3 separate regions of the Gossypium arboreum genome follow, and regions 2 and 3 are each linked to region 1. The links are chromatin contacts, called in public Hi-C maps. All regions are on one chromosome and are shown on one strand. The core of a region is the stretch at or near the end of the contact, and the rest is flanking DNA. Distances in the headings are between cores, read along the strand shown.

The links. Hi-C and Micro-C count contacts between places; a contact is called where the count stands out from the background.
Region 2: a Hi-C map of leaf shows a contact between it and region 1, with 4 times the contacts expected there. The contact joins the promoter of LOC108474015 here to the promoter of LOC108472982 in region 1. A contact is called at or near these places in 2 of 5 Hi-C or Micro-C datasets (both in leaf).
Region 3: a Hi-C map of leaf shows a contact between it and region 1, with 6 times the contacts expected there. The contact joins the promoter of LOC108472914 here to the promoter of LOC108472982 in region 1. A contact is called at or near these places in 2 of 5 Hi-C or Micro-C datasets (both in leaf).

Annotation. Positions count from the first base shown.
Region 1 is chr3:57,470,242-57,474,872 of ASM2569848v2, reverse strand. LOC108472982 (ACD11 homolog protein) reads right to left here and starts at 2,161. Exons shown (of 4, transcript XM_017774549.2): 1 at 1,763-2,161; 2 at 1,320-1,492; 3 at 849-994; 4 at 286-675. The coding sequence starts at 2,002. The coding sequence ends at 569. LOC108470848 (protein NRT1/ PTR FAMILY 3.1-like) reads right to left here. Exons shown (of 4, transcript XM_017772343.2): 4 at 2,709-3,658. The coding sequence ends at 2,788.
Region 2 is chr3:56,656,166-56,660,796 of ASM2569848v2, reverse strand. It overlaps LOC108474015 (protein TWIN LOV 1), which reads right to left and starts at 2,488. Exons shown (of 8, transcript XM_053025712.1): 1 at 1,163-2,488; 2 at 525-732; 3 at 341-405; 4 at 120-160; 5 at 1-21. The coding sequence starts at 1,712.
Region 3 is chr3:56,749,265-56,753,895 of ASM2569848v2, reverse strand. LOC108472914 (protein NRT1/ PTR FAMILY 4.6-like) reads left to right here and starts at 2,377. Exons shown (of 5, transcript XM_017774479.2): 1 at 2,377-2,549; 2 at 2,722-2,827; 3 at 2,953-3,170; 4 at 4,533-4,631. The coding sequence starts at 2,547.

The DNA.
Region 1 (4,631 bases), core at 912-3,411:
CTTTTTAACCAACTCCTAAACTCTCAGCACAGAGACCTCTGCTTACACTTGAGTGCGGACCTTCACCTTTTCCACCCTCTAGAAAATAAAAAAACTAAATTTTATGCTTTTTTCTTATAATAATATCCATAATAAAGAAAACCTGCAGAGACAAATCTAAAAAGGCAAAGAACAGTTTTTTTTTTCTGCAATCAACATAGCTATTGTTGCTGTTAAGTGCTACGTGCGATCCTATAGTAATTCTTTGAACATAGCTAATTAATTAATAATATTTGGAATGCGGAGTTGTTTATCTGGAAACAATATCTGAGTTTTCTTTTGATTTCTTATATGAGTACACACAATTAAAAAAGTGAAACTAATTAATAATATAGTATATGTCATAGACTGTTGTTTTGTTGCTGCACAAAATCTAAGATGCAAAATAGCAACTAGCTAGAGCAAAATAACATATTGTAGAACAAATTTATGTATATATATTAATTATAATAAAGTAGTATATGTTGCTGGTTGAATAAAATATCCATGGATATTCTTCTCTGACACTCTGCCCAGTTGATAATATTAGTCACCAGTCCAAGGCGATCTTCCTAGAACTATAAAGCTTATCAATGTATGCTATTACTGGGCGCGATGCTTCGATGTACCTTCTCATTTTCTTCTCTGCTGTATGATCTGCATACACACACATATATATATATATATAGATATATATATAAATATATAAAGATTAAAAAGTACAAGGAAAAGAAGAGAATACATGATGATGATCAAAGTTATTTTGCGAAAGATATTAAGCATCCATTCCATATGCTATGTTGCTCTCTCCTCAACATATAGAAACTCACCTGTTTCATTGAGCTTCTGTAAAAGTTCTTCCCTTGTTGGAAGAGTATACATTCCAGCAGAAACCGCAGTCCTGACTGCCCATGTGTGGTATGGTGCACACACTTGAGAATAAGCTGTTGAAGCTGCATCCTTCAAATAGTAATCACTACAATTTGGAACCAAATAAATAATAATAAGGAAGTTGAAGCATAAAATGGTGACATGAAAAAGGAGAGTTACATTCCATATGTGCATTCTAGTGTGTATTTTATCAAGGAAACAGAGGAAAACAAAATTTTCAGCTAATCCCATGTTGATTATGGTCTAAAGCCTCTGCCTTTAGTCTCCTAATCTCGGTTTCAGGTGTCATTTTTAGAACTTTGCCATAGTAAAAAAGGGTCACAGGCATATCACACGTTACATAACTTGTAAATACTATAAATTTCTCTTAAAATCAAGAGAAAAAGAAAAGATGGAAGGACGAAACATACTCGGTTGACAGAAATTCTTCAAATAAAGCCCGGATGAGGTCAAGACCCTGTCTAACTCGCCGCAGATTACGCGAATGGCTTCCTGGTTTTTTCACCGTGTCATTAGCAACATCACGATCAAGTACATTTTCTAAAGTGGCATACGTCTTGGATGCTTCCACAAGATCATGTACCTTATCAAAGCATTAATCATTTCATTACATCACGGCATTGAGAATTTGTATAAAAACAAATGCAAACCAAAAGAAAATAGGCCTTGACGAAATGCTGTATTGTATATGGATGTTAACAACATCAGAAAATCTGTCTATACGCTATCTGCATTTTTTAAGTTTACATTGATTGATTGGCATCAATTATACATATAATAAGGTTTCTCAATGCAATTCCTGACAGCCTAAAGAAACATGATTCCAGTTTCTAGCAATGTAAAGGCAATGAACCTTGGCGACGTACTCCATCTCGGCGAATTTGAAGGCGAGGCCGAGGCAGCTAAAAAGAACAGAAACCAGAGAACATGCTTCACAGAAATTATCCAACCGGAGTTTTTGATCCTTAGTCTGAGATCCCAAGAATCCCGACAGCTCCTCAAACGCCTTCGCTATAGCCGACAGAGGCGTTTTAGTTGTCATGGACATCTTGGTTTGAGAATGATTAAAACCATTATCTGCACCTTCATCCATGGCTTATATCATAACTATCTTTAATTTTTGTTCTTTAGGATTCCCAATTCGCTTTGAAACCGTCCAACATTTTGAATTTTCATCAAGAAAAGGTAAATTGGACTAGTGTTTTACGTGTCTCGGATTCATTTATTTTCTTTCTGTTGTCTAAACATGACAAAGTGTTGTGGGGGATATTTAGTGGTCACACTACAAACACGGTCCGCCACTTGGATTTCGACTTTTATGGGAGAAGGAAAAAAAAAACACACTTTGGAAAATTCCAACACATTTGTGGTCCTTTTGCTTCCCTGTCGTTACTCGTTGCTTTTTTAATCGTCTGTTTGATGGGGATGGATGGGTTACAATAAATTCGGCCCAAATACAGCTGGTAACTCCCTTGAGCAATTATCGTCATTGGTTATGTTGAAAACTTAACGGATCACGTCCCTTCTACCATCGATTTTCATAATTAATACAAACTAAATTTGAATTTTAAGAACAAAGAAATATAAGACTTTGAACCTCGAATGAGTATATTCTTGTTTTGCTGGCTAAGTATATCCTTGTTTGTCTTGCCTTTGCTTGGCTGCTCGTCTATCGATATATTAAAGGATCTGGTTGACTAACAAGTGTTGAGCTCCCAAGATAAATAAATAAATAAAGAAGAAGAAGTGATTGGACTTGGTAAACCATAATTAAAAAAAAAAAAAAGAAAAAGAGATAGTTTACTAAATTTCAACCTTATTTTTATTTTTATTTTGATACAGTCATTGCTAGGACTAGAACCTGGGAATCCAAAATAATCAAACCTTGCTTGCAGCTTCTTCAGATTCAGCGTCTTTGGTAGGGGTTTGAATGGGCTTATAAGTATAGAGCTTGGCACAACAGATATAGTAAAGAAGATTAACCACTTGCAAGCCGGTGATCAACCAGTAAAACAACTCCAATTTCCCCTTGTTTAAATTGTTATCTGGGAGCCAATTTGATCCGTCAGGTTTAGCACTATATTTGTGCACTAAAGAGACCAGCAACGTACTCACATAATTCCCAACTGAAATTGCAGTCCAGAACAAAGCAGTAGCGCTGCTCCTCATGCTTTCTGGTGATTGATCATAAAAGAACTCCAAGCGTCCAATTGACATGAAAGCCTCAGCTATTCCATGTAGACCGTACTGAGGCACGAGCGAAAAGACTGACATGGGGATGATAGAATGAGGCTTGTCCTCAAGCCCATGTGCCACAGCTGCTTGTTTACGCTTCCCTTCTATGAACCCTGCTACGAGAGTGGCTAATACTGAGATCAAAAACCCGATTCCCATCCGGTGCAAGAAGGTGATGCCGCGGTCCAGCCCTGTGAACCTTCGGGCAATGCGGATTAAAAAGCGGTCGTACAAGGCTATGGTGGAGAGCATGGCTAGCATGGTGAAGACAGACATGGAACCAGCAGGGATTTGGAAGGAGTTGGTGAGGTGCCTGTCCATGGTTTTGGCTTGTTGGAGGGAGAATGTGCCTTGCTGAGCATAGGCTGTGATGAGGAGGATTCCTGATGCCCATATTGGTCCCATTCGGATCAAAGATTTCAATTCCTCCACTCGATGAACACTGTTTAGTCTCCATAGATTTGGAGCTTTTACATTATCTTCTTCAGTCACAATGGCTGCCTTGTCAAGAAATCTGCAACCCACCACTCACCATATACATTAATTAATTGATTAGTACTCAATTTGGCAATATTATTTCAGACCAAGTTGTTGGAGTTTTCAAAATTTTATTCCAGTGTCACCATAACCAGAGGGCTGATAATTTATTTATGGTTGTGGGCAACCCATTAGGTTACCAGAGCGAGTTGCAGGTTAACTAATAATGAGTAAAATAAAATAAAAGTGCTGGCATCCGGTTGTATGGTGGGGTTTGATAGTTTCCGATGCGATACAGGCATTAAAAAGAGCTTTTGTTTTCATTGTAATAAAATGCAGCCGTACGTGGATGGTGTTTGTTTAGCGATAAGAACTGAGGTAGTGGATGTGGCGCCCCCTACTCCCAGTTATTACGAGCCTTCTCTTTTGCATAATTACCCACAACCACAGCCACAGTATATGTACGAGGGTAAAATAATTTAAAACATTTAGATAATACTTTTTCTTATAATGATATAAAAATAATTTATAAAAAGTTGGTAGCAATAAAATCTTTCAAGGTGATTTCCACTGTCCTCAACATTTCATTTATCTCACTCTTTTATATTTTTCCTATTATTGTCCCAAATATGGATGGACATGTATTCACTTTTCTAAATGGTTCCAAAATCCCTTTTAAGAAATTTTCCTCTCCCCACCACACACATTTACAAAAATAAAATAAAATAAAATAAAATCCAAAGTTTTATATCCCAACTTTATAAAAATTAAGAAAAATTAGTCACTCTAATTTACATAAACTTCAAATATTGATTTTTATTAATTTGTAACACATAAATCGTAATGTTTGTATATAAATTATTAAATTGTTCATAATTTAAAATAAAATTTAAAGTTTATTTTTATAAAATATTAGAATTAAATTTGATAAATTAAAATTTTCATATCAGACCTTTTTGTACGATGAAGTGATGAATATATGTATTTGTAATTGTTTATTGAAAAAGGAT
Region 2 (4,631 bases), core at 1,239-3,738, 810 kb after region 1:
TGTTTGAATACTTTCCTTTATCTGGAAGAAAAAGTAGGAAATAAGTAACAATGCACCCAACATAAAGTCCGTATATCAGTTTATGAAGTTTAGAAGTTTACATTGGATAAAGCAAATACCTGATGTAAAGTTGAAGTATCTGTATCAGCGCCATTCAAAACTGCAAAATTAAGCCCCAATATTTCATGCCTATCATAGCCTATTGAGGCAAAGAAGTAGGTAAGCAGCTACATAAACTGCATCCTTAATTGAATTTACAAACAATCTACTCTAGTTCTTTCCCTTTTCAATGGTTAAGCAATTATGAGGTTGACTATGATGCCTAGATTAGGTAAAGCACCTGTCAATTTTAAGAAGGCGTCACTTGCATAAACTATAGGCATCCCGGGTAAATGTGAATCAATTCTGCAAGGCCACAAAATATGTTGCAGGTAACCCAAAGAAAGAGACATCAGAAATCCCTGATAAAGCTGATTATATGATAAAATAAAATAAGAAAATTAAAGAATTTGCAAACAACTCACAGTACAAAGCTTTGTTTGATTCTACCAAGTGATATATTTAATGATGAACTGACGTAGCATACCCCAGGTACACTGCATCTCGTCCCACAGACCAATCTGCCAGTTGACTCACTATAGTTGGTTAGCACAGACAAGATGCTGTTAAATGCATTCACTGCCATTCGCTTCTCAAAATCACTTGCCTCGCATGTCTCTTCAATATCTAATACTGTAATATACACTTTATAGATGAGAACTCAAACAAGTAAATCCAATTGCAAATGGAACATGAAGATAGCTGTCATCAAAACAAAGAGTGAAACATCAATTAAGCAGGCAGATAATGGATGGAAAATTGAGGGTGGAAATGGAAAAAGTTCATAGGTGAGTGCAAAAAGTGCTATTTATGAACATATTTGCAATTATACGTACAGTTGCCAACAAGTATACTAGTAGTCGAAGCATACTGAATAAAAATATTTTTCATACCAGTGTCCAGTTACTTAGTTTAGACCAAATACTAAAGCTATGTTACATTTAATTAGGCTCTGGAGCTCACAAACGAGCAATAATTTGATTGCATCAAATGTATGAGCAAACCGCAGTTGATCGAACAATAATGGCTACATTATAAAACATATGTAGCTGAGAAAACGAACCATTAGTAGCGGAATCCAAGGACAAAACACGACCCAATTCCAGCACAGGATTGGTATCCACTTCCTTCCTACAAGAGCCGAACATAATCTCATTAAAGCCCGAGCCATCCTCATTCAAGTTCACCCCTCCGTTCCTCCTGGGTTTCCTGGTAATCGGGACCTGAACAGCCACGAAATGAATCACCCTCCCATCTTCTTTGCCAAAAACCGGACTCATATGAAACAACATCCAAAACGGCGTCCCGTCTTTACGATAATTCACCAAATTCACTTGAACATCCCTCTCTTGTCGAATCGCTTCGCTTATTTCCATCGCCGTTCTCCGATTGGTTTTGGGGCCCTGAAATATCTTGCCGTTTTGGCCGATCACTTCTTCTAGGGAATAACCCGACATTTTTAGGAAGCCCCGGCTGGCAAAAACGATAGGGTGGCCTGAAATAGAAGGATCGGTGATGGTGAAATTGTCGGGTAGTTCGTCGAGAGCTTCGCGAACCCATTGGGAGTAACGGGTATTGAAAGATTGTTGGATTAAACCCAATTTAGAATCCATCTTCGTCGTTGTTGGCGTTGTTTTTTAAGACCTGCGATTCTGGGTTTCGCGGTTGGAACCAATCCCATGTGGGTAGTAATATATTTGAAAGAAGTTTGAAGAATTCGCAGACTGAAAATATCAAAGAAAAAAAGCAAAAGACAGGAACCGAGAACAGAAAAAGCTTTAAAAATTCTAAAAATTACTAGGAGAAGGTGGAAGAGTATTGAATGTAAAGTTGATTAATAGTAATGTTTTGTCTTTTAGAAGCAAACTGTGTGTGTGTGGGAGTGAGTAAGGTGAAAAGGAAGAAAAGGAGTGGGTGTGAGAAGTGGGAAATTGGGAAAATATCTTAGGAAATCAAAATTAGGAGCGAATGAACAACGATGCTTGAGCAATTCCAATCAATCGTTTTTCTTTTTTGGTTTTTTGCCTTTTGGCTTCAATGAATGAATATTTGTGATGATTGGGAGTTGCCCAGTTGGAGAATCATCTACCTCTACTATTACTATTGCAAACTATAAACCACAAACTAGGAGCCTGGAAACAAAAAGCAGAATGCAGTCAAGCATTACGTTTCCATAGTTAATTTGATTGGCTTCGAACAACTTGACAATTGATGTGATGGATTTTTTTCTATAATCCAACAAAAATGGTAAGATTAGTATTAAACATTTAGATGAGAGATCATATGAATTAAGAGTGAAGAAAACAAAAGAGAAGGGCCTCTCACAAAGTATAAAGGTGGAAGGTTCCCAACCAATTTACGCTACAAATCCAACCAAAATCCCTCCTTTTAAATGTCTTACAAATTCCACTTTTGTTTAAAATTAAAATAAATTAATTTTTGTATTAAAATTTTTCATTCATTTTCACTCAAATCTATTCCATTACCCTATTTCTCTACTCAAAACAGAATGCCCCCCCGCCCCTTCTTTTATTCAATTATTATTGACCCCAATGCAACAAAATATAAAAACTTCCAAAGTTGAATTATATAATTTGTCTATAGCCATTTTATTTCTCCAGGCTGAGACAGGGAAAGAAAGAAAAGCCGAGGTGGCACAATTCTCTCTCATACTTATCCTTTTAGCCGCGTCATCTCATTGTCATTCTTTTCTTAACTTATTATTTTTCAAGTCACAAGAAACCGAGTCAAATCACATTCATTTTCCTGATGTGTTTTTGGTACTCAAATGTTAAATGTCTACTCATTTAATTATTTTATATTTATAGTTTACAACAAAACTACACAATGCATACTTATTCCCTTTTATTTTAAAAAACTAACTGAGGTTGGATTGCTTATTTACAAGATCAATTTTAGTGGAAAACACAAAATACCTTTAGTTAATTACTATTATTCAATTACCCTTTTTAATTATTTTAAAACATATTCATGAAGTAAGTGAAAAAATAAAGAAATTATATAAATTAATAATTAGATTTCAGTGAAAATAACAAAATTAACAATTTAAATAATTATCTTCTCTATTAGATTTAAGAAATTTTATAATTACTTAAATAAAATTTAAAATTTTGTAAAAATATATTTAAAAATTTCATTATAAATATTATAAAACAATTAAATAATTTTTTAATTTATACATATAACCATGTGCAGGCAAACAAACTAATCATATTATATTATATTATATTATATTATGACACATTCATGACAAAATTGACATCTTAAAAGTTTGAAGTCTTGTATTGAAGTGTTGTCATAAGTGTTTTAGTTTGAATTTAAATTAATTTTAATAAATTTATTGTAAAAGTATAGAAATTTCAAAGCCATATAATAATATTTATTAATTGTTTTAGAATTTCAGTTTTAATATTTTTTATTAAGTTAATATCAAGTTAATTCGTGATATTAATTTAATAAAATAGTTAAATAATAGTATAGATTATATTTTAGGGATAAATCTTAAAATTATATATGAACTTTGATCTAATATATGATTTAATATATAAATTTTGATTTGGTGTAATTATACACATAAAATTTGATTTTGGTTCAAATTTCTATATGATACTTTAAATTTTATATTTTATTTAATCATACACATTTAAAGAAATAAATACATTAATTTATTTTTATAATAGATAAATATAATTATTTATGTATGCAATACATAACTATAAAATGATGTTATATCAATAATTGTGTTAATAATTTGTGAGAATTGAATCCAATCAAAATTTCATATTTAAAATTGCACTTTAGACCAAAGTTCATGTATAATTTTGAGATCTATTCCTATAGCCTAATATAATGTGTACATTAAATGTAATTTATTTTAAAGTTAATTTATGTATGTTTATTTTAATAATTTTTATAAATAATAATTAATTATATTTTATTTTATCTTCTTTATTTTTTAATTTTTAATCACTTTTTGTGCAAATACATATAAAATATTTTAGACTTAATTTTATTCAACTATATATTATCATTGAGTTGATTGCATTAAATTATTACTTTAAATAAAATAATTAAATCTTTTGGAAGTTTAAGTAAATAGGAAAATAAATAAAATTATATGTTAATAAGTAAAGTAAATTTGCACAAATATTAGTTTGAAGTAACTTTCAACTTCCTAATTTTTATATTTATTTATTAATAGATGTGGAATACATCAGATATAAATTCATACACTTAAATATAATGTGAAACAATAGTAAAAGAAGTAGGATCAATCTTACAGGAATTGATATATTTAAAACTGCTATTCATTTTAATCAGGACATGTAGTAAGTAATTTTCATGCTTATAACTTATGTCAACTTATACGAAAAATAAATGGGAATTAAATAAAATAAAATAAAATAAATATGCGGTAAATAATTAGAACATAATTAAAAGCCGATGATATAAGGCTTCAGCTTCAAATTGATTTTTAATGATTTCAATATGACTTTAAAGTCTGACAAATG
Region 3 (4,631 bases), core at 1,128-3,627, 720 kb after region 1:
GTTTATTTGAGGCTGCAACCCTATAGGCAACAGACAGAAGAATTCTTAGTCAGAAACTATCTCCAAAGTTCTATGGACCTTTTCCTGTGATCCAAAAAGTGGGAGAGGTGGCATACACTCTTCAGTTACCACCGGGGTCTCGTATTCATCCCACTTTTCATGTCACTTAGCTGAAGAAACATGTAGGTGCATCATCTACTCAGGCTCATTTGTCATTGGTGGATATTCATGGAGTATTGCCAAAAGAACCAGTTCGGATTGTGGATAGAAGAATAGTCAAGAAAGGCAATATAGCTGTTACTGAAGTCTTAGTGGAATAGGCTAACTCTTTTCCAAAAGATGCGTCATGGGAGTCTCTCGACCTGCTTCAAACCAAATTTCCTCATTTTCATCCTTGAGGACAAGAATTTTTCCTAGGAAAGAAGTACTGATACGGGCTAGAAAACAAGGAGCAGAAAATAGAAGATAAAAGGAAAGAAGTTAGTTTAAACAGTTAACCTCATTTAATTAAAAGTAGAGTTTTGATCTTAAGTAAAACGGAGAGTTTTGATTCTAAGGTTAAAACAGTAAACGGGGCGCAGAACATTAGTGAAACGTTGCGTTTGGTTATAACAAAATTTTCCACGCTGTTCTTTTGTTATTTTCTCTTATTAAACATGAGTTGTATAGGGCAAGCAGTTATCAATATACAGATGAACATTTAGATTTCTCTCTTCTTCCTCGTTTTTCTTCTTCTCTCTCAATCTTCTTTTACTCTAAGTTTTTTCGCGCAACAAGGTGTCGTCGCCACTCGCTACCATCCTATGATGCCCCTGTAGCTCCTGTATTGCTTCCCTCAATCAGTCCTCAGCCTCAGGTAGTCGTCACTCTTCTCCGCGCTGTCTACCAACAACCACGCCGTGGAAATCAAGTTTTTAGAGAGAGTCGACATTTTAAATTCGATAATAATTGATAAGTTAGTTCTTTCTAATTAACTTTATTGTTGTAATAAAAACATTTTTTATTTCTCTCCCTGTTTGTCTTAATTTTCCTGTAAAATTTCAAAAAGAAAATGCTGCATGGTGATTTTTTTTACAAATGGCATTAATATCTAGAATTAAATGGGTAAGGTACTCAAACTGACTGAAAAAAAAATTGAAGTACCAAAAAATGGGTATAATATAGAGGGTAATATTTGAAATAAGCCTAACAAGAAAATGGATATGTAGTAGTATTTTTTACTCATGAGACCGCACATCCAATTTCTATCATCTTTTCATATCTTCAAGCATTATTGCACATAAGCTTGTCGGTAGGAGATTGGGAGCCATTAATATAATAATCCTCCATTGTATGGCTATTAGATTCTATCATGTCAAGCAATTAGCAATCGTCCAGCCGAAGTGATCTTATCACTACCCTTTGCTTCTTTTAACCACTGTTTTCAATTTGTTAACTGGGGATTCCATTCATTTGTGTAAACATTGGATTTTGGGTTTGGGGAAACAGTATTCATGATAATCACACGGCCACAAAAGACATTTTCATAAAGCTGCCGTATGTGTATATATATATATATATCCATGTCATCGTCATCCACTTGCTAAATTCCTGAGTGTACACGGACTAAAGAATATATTCTTTATCTTATAATTATATATAAATCAGAAAATTTTATTATAACAGTACTGGAAGGAGAAAGATATGGAAGATAATCAAAATGTCAAGTGAAAAATGAAACAAGATTAAAGATAAGTTTTATATTGTTGTTCTGATTCTGTAGTGGTGGAATCCGATTCTATAGTGGCTGCTTCTCGGTACACCAATACTCGATATCAACCTTGGCGCCCCTGGGAGATTCTTAAACCACTTAACCACTTGTGGTTGAACATGAAGACAGTGGTTTTTGTCAACGTTTGGCGCCACACCTCCTAAGGGGGCATTTATCGATCAGCTGCTCACTGTGTGTTGCTTCTTGCTGGTTTTGTTCTACTCCTCAAGGCGTGTACTGCTTTGTTGTTTCTATTTGCTAACTGAATTCATATTTTGTTGGAAGAAAAGACAAAAACAAATACTATCATTAGGCATCCGCGACGAAGGTTTTGGCTTTCGATGGTCAAAGAAAGAGAAAGGTACTTTTTTGTTTTTTTGGGTTCCTTTAATAATGGGTGGGGAGAATTTGATATATTTCTCTCCTAATCTTCCTCCTCTGAAGCATTTTTACTATAAGTTAGCAATCTTTAATACTATAAGTTAGCAATCTTTAATAAAAGAAACTTTGTTATTACAAAAATAAACTGTTCGTTAATATGATAATTTTCAAATAAAATAATAAAATGAAAGAATTCTTAGTATAAAACAAAAGGTTCCAAGGATGATGAGTCAAAAAGTAACTTATGTGAAGTGTGAAGACCATTCTCTCCTCCAAGTTGAAATGAAACCATCAAATGCTCTTCCCTTCCCCTCTCTTTAAATACCCCCACCACTCTCACCATGCTTTTCTACTCACACTCGAGATCAAATACCAACATAATTACCCAAGTTGAGAATAGGAGAGAGAAAAAACAATGGTGGGTTCCCCCCCCCCCCCGCCCTTTTAATTTTTTTATTTTGCTGCTCTTTTTATGTTGTCATCTCACTCATTATTCGTCCTCTCGTTGCTTCATTCAAAGTACAAACAACAGACAACAAACCTATGTTGCTTTCCTAGATACTATTACTAACTCGCCTTTTATTGTACAGGAAGGAGGATACCAGGATAATAGATGGGAAGGGTATGTGGATTGGAGGGGCAGACCTGCTTTAAGGGGCCAACATGGTTGCATGGTGGCTGCCTCCTTTGTCTTGGGTTAGTTACCTGATCTATTCCTTTTTGTTGCTTTTGACACAAATCAAGGGTGAGCTTCCGCTGTAGGCTTATTTTATAGGTTGGTTCCATCGCTTAGTTTAATGATAAATTTTGGCTGTACGTAGTTGTGGAAGTGCTGGAGAACCTGGCCTACTTGGCAAATAGTAGCAACCTGGTGCTGTATCTGTCAAAGCACATGCACTTATCTCCATCAAAATCGGCAAACTATGTCACCAATTTCATGGGGACAGCCTTCCTTCTGGCTCTGCTTGGGGGCTTCTTATCCGACACTTTCTTCACTACTTTTCACATCTACCTCATAAGCGCACTCATCCAATTCCTGGTACTCCATTTTCACACACTTATCTTTAGAACTCTCTATGTATTGTTTCATTATTGCACTTCATCCGCATTGTGGTTGTCATAAATAAAAGACACGGGCAAAAATCTGATAGTGTTCCCTCCCTGCGAGTTCGGTATAAACAAAAAAACCCAGTCCGCCTAGATACAACAACTAACGTGGCCTTAGTAAAAAATGTCAGTATATTTGTCCACTTTCTTTCGGATCCCAAAAGTAAACTAATTCTGAGATAATAAAACAGGGTCTGTTTCAATTCAACCTTCCATCACATATTGGAACTTCCAACAACAATCGGTTATGTTAACTATGCTTTCAAATGCCTCGTATTCCATTAAAGAAATTCCTTTTTTTCTTATCCATAAATTGGGAAGTGGGGCGAGTGGGTCCTGGAGTAGGCCAATGTTGGGGTATTAGTCATGGGACTTATCCTTACAAAGCCGACGCCTTGGGATTTTAGTTTAACGATAAGAGAGCTTTAGCTCTACACGTACCGCATGAGTGTCAAACAGTCGCTGGAGCTCCTACCCTATGTCGTACGTCTAATACACGGTAATTTTCAACTCTCATCCACCAATCACTGTACAGTATGTGGCTGGAGAAAGAGACGAATCCGAAGAAAATACTGGGAAAACCAAATCCATTTAATAATGGGTGCGTAGCTTTCTTCGAATGAAAAAGGGAAATGAAGCAAAGGTTGCTCATTTCATTTTAGGCAGGCTCATGAACCACGTGGGCGGCCATTGATAGAGCCCAAGCGAAACTTGAAAGTCTATTTAACTGAGAATCATGCTCACCCTGCACAATTCAATATAACAAAGCCATGTCGTCAACAACCCGGTTTCTTTACAGCAACATATCATTGAAATCTTCGCAGTGCAATCCTTGTGTGGCTAACGCCACATAACGGAAAAACCAAATTGAACGGCCCAACAAGTTGGACCTTAATGCTATCGGCTTTTCGGTTTAGTATGTGGAAATCAATCATATAGGGAACTGACGAATCAGTTTGATCCAGGCGTACTCATCTCCTCTTCCCTATCTATTGTACTCATCTCCTCTTCCCTATCTATTATACAACCTTGGATGCTGTGTATGTATGGATTTCGGACTTGAAAGTCTTTCTTATGTTTGAAAACTGCATGAAACCGAGTTTACCTAGCTGTATAAGGAATTGAATGCAAGCTTCATTTCTTCCCATGAATGCCTTAAAAGAGATACAAAGGAAAGAGAAAGGAATGCTTATTATGAATCAAAGTTATTCAAATTAATTGCTGGGGGACTTCTAAAGTCTACACACTTGCTAATTGAGCAGGCATGCCTAACCAATTGTGGTCCTTGAAACAGGGGTCGGTCATTCTTGCAATGCAAGCTCGGACTGCTTCCCTAAAGCCACGAGAATGTAGTCCATCAACCCCCTCCATTCCATGCCATGAAGTTGGAGGT